Linked DNA regions of Bombyx mori: region 2 is linked to region 1. Evidence: chromatin contacts called from public Hi-C data. All regions are on one chromosome and are shown on one strand. Each heading gives the region's core, a stretch centred on a gene start, on an enhancer-like site or on the middle of the called end of the contact. The rest is flanking DNA. Distances are from core to core; before and after follow the strand shown.

Region 1 (6,127 bases), core at 1,842-4,341:
GTTTGAGCCCCGTGAGCTCACCTACTAGTTAAGGTTACGCTGAAATAGCCTCTCAAAGCTATCTATCAGTTTAGGTAGGAAAAAAATATTGGATGTAGTAACAATAGAAAACACTTTTATGCATTAAATAAAAAAATATTTTTTCGAAACTGTAGTACTATAGGAATTGGTAGAACTATATGTTACAAGAAAACGCGAGTGTCAGAACTTAAATAAGCTCGAGGAAACTCAATCAACTTGCAGGTCAAAGTTTTTACGGGAAGATAGAGAGCGATCGAAGGTTTCATGTAGTTTTTGCAGTTTCATTGCGGCAATAGTGGCATTGGTTCGGGTTACGAGATGTGTATTGACGTAAATAACTCCGTCTAAAATCACATGGCTTTTGAACGTCTCCTCAATGTATTGGGAAGTATCAAAATAGAACACGTTGCTTCGCGCGATCTTTCCACAGATAACGTTTATCTCGGAATGATTACGAAAATACTTCATAGAGTTCGTAGTCTTTGCAAAAAAAAAAAAAAAGAATACTAAGGGCCGGTGAAAATCAGAGGTTGCGGGTGTGGTCAGCTGATCAGACGCACACACAAGTATTTTAAGAGAAAAAGTATAACTGTATTCTCTGATTTCGGCTTATTGATTTTACCCGATGTGTGCGCCATGTGAACAGGTGTTCGGACTCCGTGATTGTTGTTAGAATGCAAACAAAACGGGTTTCTAACTTTTAAACAAAGTCCCCAAATACTGCTTCACTTAAAAACGTATTGTGGAAGTGTATTATTTATTTTGTAATTCAGTTAAGCTACGTAAACAAGATAACGAAAACTAGACTAATGGAACACTAATAATGAAAATTTCGAAATATGCATAAGGACTGCAATTGGTTTGATTATTACTCGGTATTTTATAGATAGTAGTATCATTTTTACACAACCGGTTATAATCATTTTAAGCATACTGACCTTGATACCAGATCGTCCCTGTTGCTTGAGCAGCACGTTCTCTGGCTTCATGTCGCAGTGGATGATGCGGTTCTTGTTTAGAGCGTGCAGACACTGCAGAAGACTATGCGAGAACTTACGCACCAACTGCAGAGAGAAACCTTGGAACTTGTTCTTCTTTATCAACTCGTACAAGTTGATCGAGAGTAGCTCGAAAGTGATGCACGTGTGATTCCTGAATGTGAACGAGTCGAACATGTGGATGACGTTCATCGTGTTGTCCTTGTCTTGCTCGCGGAGGTGCTCCAGTATACGGATCTCCTCCTGTGCTTGTCTGTGAAACCGCTTTTCGTTGCGGACCATCTTGAGGGCAACGTGTTCGCGTTTCTTATGATCGAACGCTTTCACCACTTGCCCGAAGCTACCTTTGCCGATGACTTTCAGCACTTCGTATCTGTAGGCTATGTGGTCGTGGGGGATGTGGATATACGAGCCCTGCTCGTTGTCATACTCGCAATTGTTTGGGAACCCGACTAGGCCGGGGCGCTTCTTCGCGTTCGCACCTATGAAGTACACTTGAGGATAGTCGAATATTTCACGGTGCTCGTAAGGCGTGAGTTTGTTCATATAGAGCTTCATGACCTGCTCGGGACTGGCGGCGGCGGCCGTCGGTCGCTTGTCGGGCGGTTGCGCGTTGGCTGCCGGCGGTGCGGGCGGGCCAGGCTCCAGCGGCGGCAGTGCCCCGTCCCGGAGCAACGCGAGCCCGAACGCGTGCGCGCTCCCCAGAGGCATGTCGCCGGTCATGGCCGCACGGCCACCGCCACCTCCGCGTACTTCGGTCGCCGTGGCCGAACCGACCCACGCTCGTTCCGACACACCACCACTGCACCTCACTGCACTTGCACTTGATGATGGCGCCACTCTGGCAAACGCGACATTTCACATCGACCGGGAGGAGCGAGACCCACGCTTCCACTAAAAATGCGGGCACATTCCTTCTCGACGATACGAGGAATCGCGATCACGAATAACTCCGCACCGCACAACGCGAACGTGAAACGCAAACAAAGACCCCCTTCCTTACGGCCTGACCCGACGACAAAACCAGAGAGAAAATAGAAACGGTCTCTAAAGTCATTGAACCATTCGACGTCGCGGAGTGTGCGAGTGCGAGTGGGAGAGAATGCGTTTTGTTCACCATTTGAATTTCCGGTAGATGGCACTAATCAATTCAAAACCGTCACTGACTTTGTATTTTATGAAAGACCGAATGACGAAGAAATAAAGTTTTTACTCTCCTTAAACTAAATTGTGCTTTGTCAACCTATCCTTTACGTTGTTTCATAATTTTAACTTAATTAATTAATTTAAGATTATTTATTTTGAAAAAGATCCTAATCCTTTAGTACTTTGAATATATTTTTTATTTTCAGCTGTGTCTTATGATGAATGGTCATCGTTGCTTATGGTCGTGATCAATGATAACACAGCCATGCAGTTGCCTACCAAAGAGAAGTTTCTTCAATCTTAAGCTGAAGAAGAACATGTTATAACCAAAAAACAGTGAATAAAAATTTGTTCCAAAGCGGGATGGTACGCGGTAAAAAAAAGCACTGAAAGTGTAAAATGGATGAACGCAATGGTTATATGGTGGTGGGATGGTAAAAAGGAGATGAAGGAATCATCTGATTGTCATCACATTGTCCAAAACGTACCAAACCGAATAAAAGTCCAACCAAAACCAATGATCCCAGAGGTTCCAAATTATCGTCATTCTGACGTTCAAAAAAGTGGTTGATAGTTGGGAATCCTTAGAGTTGGTCGCTCTACTGCACGCGAAACCGAATTTGTGTTTTTTCAGAAAGTACAACATTTCATCTGACAGTATACCTAGTCCCTCCATACTCTGTTGAGGCCTCCTAATACTTTAGAAGTCAACTTGGTTTTACCATTCAAATACAATTTTGAACACCGCTCGAAATATGAACCCTAAGAATTTTAATACTCTCTAAAGTACTCTCATATTCCAAGGTTTCCAAAAACTTTAATAACATTTTTCTTGTTTCTTATACCTACAGATTTAGGTCTATCATAATACCAAAAATTGTCTATGAATCTTTGAAAATGTTTATTGCGCCATCTACCGACATCTGTCAAAGTTTAGTTTCTCACTCAATTCACTTATCATCGGCGACTGTCTATTTTACTCCGTTGTTTTCTGTCGTCTAATGAAATCGTATTCTGAAAATAATTACAGTCCTTAATTTTAAAAGGAAATTATGTAAATATTATTCGAGTGCAAATACAACATTTAGTGCATGTTTGGACCCATTTCGGTAAGTACAGCAACTAAATTTTATTTGAACAATAGTTGAGTTTTTTTTCGTTAATATTTAATTACGAACCTATGTATTGCAAACAATATTATTATTACCCTGAAAGACAAAATTATCCACATAACGTAATTATACACATTAACGAGGTACTTACAATTTAAAAAAGAAAAAAAAAACGATTTGACAGATTAGTAATGACAAAATAAAATATTATAAATGAGATATTATTTAGATTAATAATCTTATTTACAACAAAAATATATCATTAAAGTCATTATTACTGTTCCTTATTTATATAGTATATCATTTTTTAGTATGAAACTTCAAGGTAACAATAGGGCTCTGCCCTGCCCCTAGTGACAAATACTTCCTACTCTACCGACCGGTGTACCTACGCGATTTTAATTTATGTTATTTGGCAATCAACCAGTACATTCAATTAAATATATGTGTAAACAAAAATTGATATAAAATAATCATACACCCATTGTTTATTTTTTATTCTCTTGTGTATGAGTCATTAGGTTGTATTGAGAGTGTACATAATGCTATAATTTACGAGGTATCCACTAAACCTTGACCAAAAGCAAGGATTTGATGTATTGTTCACAAAATAATAACTATGAAATAGCACATTCAAAATATATTTGAATACCTTTTTTTTTTCCTTCAGGAATTAAACAATGTATTTAAAATTTGGTTTGGGTAATTTATTGATTATTAGAAGACATATCTCTTTTATTGCCCGAATGCTGATTCAGCACATTTGGTAGGTCCAAATGAGTGGTGGCCTGCGTGACAAATAGCAGTCTTTGACAACCATAGAGGTTAAGCACTTGCACTTGTGCTCACACCAAAACTCCCACATTAAGCTTTGTTTCAAAAAAGATTGTAGTCAAAAAGTGCTGTATTTAGTGTCAAAGGCTTTGAAAAAATTTCCAAAACTAATATGTCAGTATTCTAAACAATATACAAATGTTACTAATCAGTCCTGGATGCATCAGGTTTATTTCCACATACACAAATACGTTAAAATGAGTTACAAACAGATTGCTATTGCTTTGCTTATGATTCTTTTGTGTGCCTGTATGTAGGCAAAATATATGTTCTTTTTCTAATGCACAAAACTGTTAGTGATTCAATTTGAACACATCCCTGACACGAGTATTTATCAATATTATAATTATATTCATAAATAATAGTAATATATTTTTTTAAACAAAAACCATTTATTAACTGGTATTAAATGATGAATGTCTCACAAAAAAAAAACTTAAAAAAATGACTGATCAGGAATTTTAGTAATTTCACAGATGGCAATCAGTAACGTATAGTTAAAACTCGTATGGCAGTATATATTTGTATATTAAATATAATTCATGATGTCATACCAATCGCCATACGTATCAAAGTTGGCAATGAGAAAGCTCAGAGGAAAAGTACCCTAAAACTGAATGTTTTTAGATTTTCAAACAGTTTACAAAAGGACTTTGGGCTTGCTATGTTTATAAAATAAAGTATTTCATATATAAAACATTTGAAAGAAACGCTCTTGGTGTACCACCTTTTTTCCGATGCTAAGAGTTAAGAACAATCCTTTATAATTCAGAGGCTTGAACTAGACAAATGAGCTTAGATCAATTTTACCACATGCGAGGTTTAAGGGATATAAACTAATTTTACTAAAATGATGATTGTTATGATTACAAAGTAAAACTATCTTCATTAAATGATATTTGTTTAAATTGGACATATATTTACGACATTGTAATTAACACAAGTAAACTGTGCATTATTGTCTGATAAGTTTTGTTGAGTTGGTAACAATAATAAAGGGAAAAGTGCCCATTTAAACTGGTTTTGAAATCATGAAATAATTAACTAATGATTTGTAGCAGTAAAAAGAATGAAACTTAAATCCTGTACATTCATCTGATTTTCAGCTATCTTATGGTTAATGGAAACCTAGTAGTACATTGAGCCACTTAATCTTCAATTTGTTTTAATGGAGTTACCATATTTATTTACTTAGTGAAAAAGTTTATGGTCCCCCTTGTGCTAACCTGTGATCGGTGCCCATAGAGATCACAATATTATGATCCCATCTATCTACCTTGAGATGTGAGATCTTAATGTCAATCTCTCACCTTCAATTGTGGTGCTTCACCACTGAAATGGGCAAGATGGTGATACCTACCTTTACGGGGTTACAATGTAACAAATCATATAGAGTGACTAAGATGTAGCCTCTAAATTTGTCTTTGAATAAACATTGTCACTAATTACCATACTAATGAGGTAAATAGAGGATAATGTATGTTAAGTGATCATTTAGCAAGTAGAGATCTTGAAAAAAAAAGTTCTGCGTAAATAATAGTACTTAATAATAATGATTGATTGGTTCAAATTTTTTCCTATATTAATTTAAGAATTCAACATATTGAATACATAAAAATCAATATTAGTATCTCTTTATTTCTGTTTAGATTTAATGTTGTCAAGTTATAGTTTACACATGCGGAGTTTATCATTAAAGTACGACAGGTGGCGCGCAAGTAGTTTCAACAATGGTTTTTTCACAAACTTTAGTTGTTATCACAACGGAGCATAGGCTGTTTTCACTAGTATCTATTGTTATAAATTGTAATCGAAAGGCACACCGATAAACACTTTTCATTTATTAGAATAGCAGAGATTCACATCACCCTACCAGATGCCTGCACTTGGCAATGCTGCAGTGTTCTTCGTACTATAACAAGACAATTTTTTTTACATCAATCAACAAACTAACATTTGACTGACTCGGTGGTTCACTAATGAAACAGTGAGGGCCCTCACTGTTTCGTCGAGGGT
Region 2 (6,127 bases), core at 2,698-5,197, 61 kb after region 1:
TTGTAGTTAATTTATATCGAAAACTCATCGCATTGCACTGCATTCTGTAAGTAGAAAGGTAATTATTTCAATGAAAAATATTGTTTTAAACTGAATTGATAGTTGATAAAGACATTTTTTATATATTTTTTTTATATATTTCAATGATTAATTTTCAAAATTTAATTTTAAATTTCAAAATAGAAGATTCGGTTCATCAGATAGATAGTCCAATCGTTTAATGAACAGGCGATTTCTCATAATGTATAAAATAATATAACATTGAAAAAAAGAATCGGTTAATAGACATGGGAAGTTTTTGGACATTATTTATTTCTTAAATTTAATTGGGGCATTTAATTGGGGAATTGAATATGAAATTTTTGTTACATAAATGATTATTGGATTTTGATAATAAATTGAATATTTTTAGAATAATTGAATACATATATTTATTTTTAAAATTTTTTTTATTGTTTTCACATAGTATATTATAATCTGCTCGTTGATGATGTGATTAATCGTAAAATTTGTTTTATAATACTCTGGTCTGTAGTTAGAGGTAATTTTCTAGAAATTCTCATAATGATAAAACTTAAAAGACCACCATAACTTGAATAAATATACATATCGACGCTTGAAAGGCAAACGTGACTAAGCGACAATAACTGCTTTGTACATAGATGATAGGCAATAACAATATTCGATGCGCAAAAAAATATATATTTCTAGGTCTATTAAAGTCATTTTAATCCTACAGCTACTAGTTAGATTCTACTACAGCTAGATTCGTTAAAATAAATTTTGTTTTCAGGTATTTTAACTTTAAATTAGTCTACTGTAAAGTTCACGCATTGTCGCTTAGTTACGTTTGCCTTTCAAGCGTCGATATAAAGTAAAAAAAGAGATTATTTTATATTGGGAGCATGTTCTACAAACTTTGTTTATGAAAACTCTCAGAGCACTCCATTGAAATTATTCAGAAGACAACATCTCTGATTTCACAGCTGAAATAAATTTATGTTTTGTATTGTTTTAATTTTGTTTCTTTTTTGTTAAGTAATAGAACTCATAATTAAAAAAGAAACATGTCTATATCAATGTGATTATTGTAAATTGTATTAATTAATATTTGTATCCATTGTATTGCAATTTGTAAAGATAAAACATTCCAAATTTTTTTTAATACGTTGAACATCTATGGTTGTGTGTGATGCTCCTAGTGAATTCATTGAAACATGAACCAAAAGTATGGTTATTACTGTAGAAGTAATTGATATCATTAATTTGATTTTCATAATATTAAATCTTTTAGTCAAGCGAAAAAATTATGCCATTTAAATAAGCACAGTCACAGCTCGAGAAACAAAAACACATGTGTAAAAAAAAAAAAATTGATTCGTACTCATTTTTTTATATGGTTAGTAATTGCCAGGCTTGCGTCACACCCGGATAATGTAAATAAATGCATATTTATTGATCGCTCAATGAAACACCAACCTACAGTGATCGTAATGTACAAAGTAAAGTTTTTTTAGAAGCAATAATCTAATGGTTTTGTAAATATAAATGCGTTTTTATTGTTGCTCCTGTAAATATCGAATCAAGAATCATTACAATTTGCCCGTTTTCTTTTATTTTATTGTAAATGTTAGATGCAAACCAATTTTTTTTTGTAATAGTTTTTGCTCGTCCATCATCAATGTATCTATAAATTTAGATATAATTATGATCTCAATATAAATAATTTATAATTATTCTCTAAATTCAATTGATTGTTTCAAATTGGTTTGTATCGTTTTTAGTCTCAATTACGAATGCAATATGTTTACGGGGTCGTTACTGCCGCCCTTATTGATTCAATAAAATCATCACAGTTTAATTCTAATGTTTTTCATTTCAATGTCTATTTACAGTCCATAAAAATTTACAATCTATAAAATGTATTATGTGTAGTGTATTAATTAATCAATGAGACGATTATTTGTTTTCATTTGTAATTCGTTTTGACACGTCCTTACGGATGCATCAGATCCAATAACTCTTGCATTAGACGCCTTCAGCTCTAATAATAGGACCAGGCTTAGGGCCCCGGTAGGTACTCGTCGAATACTGCAGAGTTCCTAGCCTAAATGGAACTTAACCCATGCATCAGCCCGCTATGTTTCTCGCCCGGATCTTCTCAGCGGGTCGCAATTCTGATCCGTTAGTAGATTCATTTGTTAAGCAGCTGCTCTTGAGTTGTTGGTCTTCTTCCGAGGCGCTCGGGCGGCTGTTCTCAAGTCCCACCCCTATTGGCTGAGCCTTTGCTCGCCCATCTGTCCTGGTGAAACTGGAAAGGCCTCGGGGCCACCAGTAATGATAATAATAATATAACTCTTTACTTAATACCACATGTACACAGTAAGCATATAAAACAAATAATAGACGGTGACATAAATTGGCGGCCTTATCGCTGAAAGCGATCTCTTCCAGGCAACCTTGCAGCGAGAGGAATAAGCAAACTGGACGGTGCTTTATCTTAATAAACTTACATAAAAATATATACTTATACACATGTGAAAAATAAACACAATATAAGATAGACTTACATACGATTAAATACAAATAAATACTAAAAATATGTAAGTTAATACAAAATAAGTAGCAACTTAGTGCATAAAATAAGTAGCAACAAGTAGTAAGGGCTCAATAATAAATAAAAAACCTCGTTTGGATAACGCAATATGTTTGCACCGATTTTCCGAAAAACAATACCAATGAATACCTCTATAATCAAAATAAAGTTTACTTAGAAAACGGGATATACCTTAGGTTACTTAAAAAATTGTAACATTGTTTTTTATTGTAAGAGCATAACATAACAGTCTGAGGTATCTTTAATGACTAGAGGTCTCGCAGTAGTCGAAATTCGACTATAATTAATTGGAATTGTAAGTCTGTACACTATTGTGATTGTATTTTATACTTCTTTAATCATAAATTTCGCCAAGGCTACTCTATAAAAAATATTAATAAAGACAAACAATATTTAATCTATTCTCAATTTGACAACAGACGTCAAGAACAAAACTTTGACAATAAATAGTATGCCTGCGTGTGTGCGTCAAATACATGGTATGTAGTGTGTGTAATGTTTTTTTATTGATTTAATATATTTTTTACGCACTATTTTAAAAAAAATATTATCATTGTGTACTTCTTCTCTATATGCTCTATAAGTGTGGGAAATTTCATACTTCTCCGTCCGCGCAATTTTCGTAAAAAGGGATACAAAGTTTTTGCTTCACGTATTAATATATAGATATGTAAATTGTACGGATAATTTGTTGGATGTATTGAGAGTACAGATGAGGTACCACCGATCAACTTCTCTGCCGCGAAATAAACATGCGTTCCGTTTTGAAAGATAGGGCAGGCAGCCACTGTACATTAACGAGATATCGTCCTTATGTCATATCAAAAGACCACTTAACATCAGGTGGGCTATGAGCTCGTCCACCCGTCTAAGCAGTAAATAAAAAAGGCGTATTTAAAAAAACTACATTAAATAAATTATTAATATTTTATTAATATTTATTATTTAATAAATAAAAAATTGGATCTTAAATATATCATTATAAAATTTTACAAAAATAAAATTAAAAAAATATGAAATGAATACTGCACCTAAAAACGAAATATTTTCAGCCCCGTTAGTCATTAAAAACAGCAGTCTGCAGACCTTTCTAAACATAAATAAAAGAAATGAAATACGGAATGTTTGACCTTTCATTTGCAGCCACCTTATTAACCTAGTCGCCGTTGTGTCTAATTAATCGACTCCTCAGAATTAGATCTAGGCAGTGGCGATAAATTATCAGGCTTTGGAGGCGGCTCTGGTTTCTCAGCAGTCGGCATACCCCAGCCCGAATCCTCCACCAGTTGGTACATCTCTGTAGTCTCTACTGTTTCGGTAATTACAGCATCATCACTGGATCTAAAATCACACAAGATTCGGTTTAAGTATCCAGGTCCCCCAGATTGTGCTGGTATGATGCTGTGCAACTGGCGGGAGACGATGTAACGAAAGATGAGCAGATTTCGATTCCAAATCAATTTCATCCGCTTCCGAATAATGCATTTAAGTAGAATTAATATAATCTTTACCAACTTGATATATTGGTTAGTAAATATATGCTGTTAAACTTACAATAATCATTAAATCGAATTGATTTGTCTAGGTAATAAAGGTAATAAAATATTTGCATATAGAAAAAAATTCATTTCCAATTCCATATTATTTTTAATAGTTAGCTCCATTTTTAAAATTGTAATTTTTTTTTTAATCTGCTCTATTCTATATATCTATTATCAGTCGCTTAGACGTGGAGAATTTACAGTCGCTAAATAGTTTTAGTGCGAAAAGGAGAAATGAAAAGATGCGAAATACGAAATCGGTTTTTATTTTATTTGTTTACATTTTCGTCTAAACATTCCAGACAAGTAGCAAGTATCACTAGATCCAGCGTTGTTAGTTAATTTCAGTTTATAAACAAAATTATTCTTAGCATAATGATCATCATAGATAAAAAAAAAACTAAAATTCTAAAATCGTTTTAAAAATCCTTAAATAATAAAACTAACAAAATAAAAAATTTACATTTAAAAAAAAATAATAGCAAATAATATAATCGTTGTTTCCCCTGAGGAATGTAAAATCTAATAAAAAATATGAAATACATTCTGCAATACAATTAATATGTAGGCAATTTTTAATTAAATGGAGTTTAATGTTTTTTTTTTTTTTTTCATAATTATAAAATACAAATGCCAATAAAGGAATGCAGAGTAAACAAGGAATGTAAATAAAGTTATGAAAAAGAAAAGAGGCACGACGCAATTGTCTACAAATCTTTTGTTCGTAGTCAATTTGTAGACAATTGACATTGTAAGTATATGACATTAAAATACGTAACTACAAAAATGTATATAAAACGTACAGACACGTACGATTACGCAGTTCCGTTGTACATAACAATACAAACACCCATGTAATATCACATAATCAATTCCACACACACACATGATTGCCAACTCCCAATGTTTTTATAAGCAATATTCATAAATAAAATACGTATTACACTTTCGAATAATTAATTATAAAATGAAAGTTGATCTAAAATACACAAAAACTGCATTATATTGAGTTTATGTCTTTTTGTCATTTTAATAAAATGGTGCATTTTTTTACTTAGCACATTTCCGTTGGCACGGGCAGCACGAGTGTCCTTACAAATCCAATTAAAAAAAATGAGAAAAAAATACATTATATCGTAAAAAAAGATTCGTTGTAAAAAATGTATAAAAGTTGACAAGTAATTAATACTAATTTATTTTATAAGCACTAAAATTCCTTCATTTTTAATATTTAAAAGTATTTTTTTAAAGTACCGTGAATGCAATAGCTATTCGCTTTTTAACGAGTTATATTTAGTTTATTTTAGGCCGCGATCATTCATTACGGAATTACAAAAATTAGAAAAACGCTTGTATATTAAGTATTTTCAGGCAGTTTTATAAAACGCTGAAGTTTTAAAATGATAACTTATAAAAGAGAGAAATTATACAATATATTGTTCGTAAAACTACATTTAGTTACAAACATGGCTGCTTATTGTTTAACTTTATTTATATAGTTGAAAGGCCAAGTAAAAAAACAAAAAAACTGAAAGTTAATATATCAATTAAACATATTATATTATATAAACTTTAATAAGTTATGTTTCGATGCCTCCAATGAACACTACGCTAACTCCAAATTCGTAGATTTACAGGAGGAGCGTTTAAACGAAAAAAGTTGATAAAATCTTTATTATTGCAGATATATTTATGGTTTTTTTGTGTAGCTAGCTGATTTACCCTTGCTTTGAACCCCATTAATAATGATTAATTGTAATACTTTTAACATAGTGAAGCGATTTGCGTGGAAAACCAAAATTTCAAAATTTTGAGTTAGAGTAGTGTTCATTGGAGGTATCGGTTTGTAAATATGAATAGAATACGCAGCATGTTATTCTTAAAACCAACAGTTTCTCAACTGATTTTTTTACTAAATACTTTTAAATATTGCATGTTTATATTTTCATATATAATAATATTACATATA

What was found. A called contact is a pair of places that touch in the nucleus more often than the background predicts.
Region 2: a Hi-C map of middle silk gland shows a contact between it and region 1, with 2.4 times the contacts expected there. The contact joins the enhancer-like site here to the promoter of LOC101736790 in region 1. A contact is called at or near these places in 3 of 7 Hi-C or Micro-C datasets (middle silk gland, midgut and whole pupa).

What each region holds. Positions count from the first base shown.
Region 1 is chr27:5,730,395-5,736,521 of ASM3026992v2, forward strand. LOC101736790 (transmembrane and coiled-coil domains protein 2) reads left to right here and starts at 3,092. Exons shown (of 16, transcript XM_062676505.1): 1 at 3,092-3,274. LOC101740640 (dual specificity tyrosine-phosphorylation-regulated kinase 2) reads right to left here and starts at 2,094. Exons shown (of 8, transcript XM_038020824.2): 1 at 960-2,094. The coding sequence starts at 1,742. All of the region lies in intron 1 of LOC134201541 (a long non-coding RNA gene), which reads left to right.
Region 2 is chr27:5,790,929-5,797,055 of ASM3026992v2, forward strand. LOC101745417 (plastin-2) reads right to left here. Exons shown (of 15, transcript XM_004923454.5): 15 at 3,531-3,958. The coding sequence ends at 3,790. The region is part of intron 1 of LOC134201541 (a long non-coding RNA gene); the gene reads left to right. LOC101736790 (transmembrane and coiled-coil domains protein 2) reads left to right here. Exons shown (of 16, transcript XM_062676505.1): 16 at 1-1,861. Among protein-coding and RNA genes, the nearest start is that of LOC134201542, 32 kb to the right of the region's middle. Within about 2 kb of position 3,948, at least 3 of the 8 cell types and tissues checked have open chromatin away from gene starts, as enhancers often do.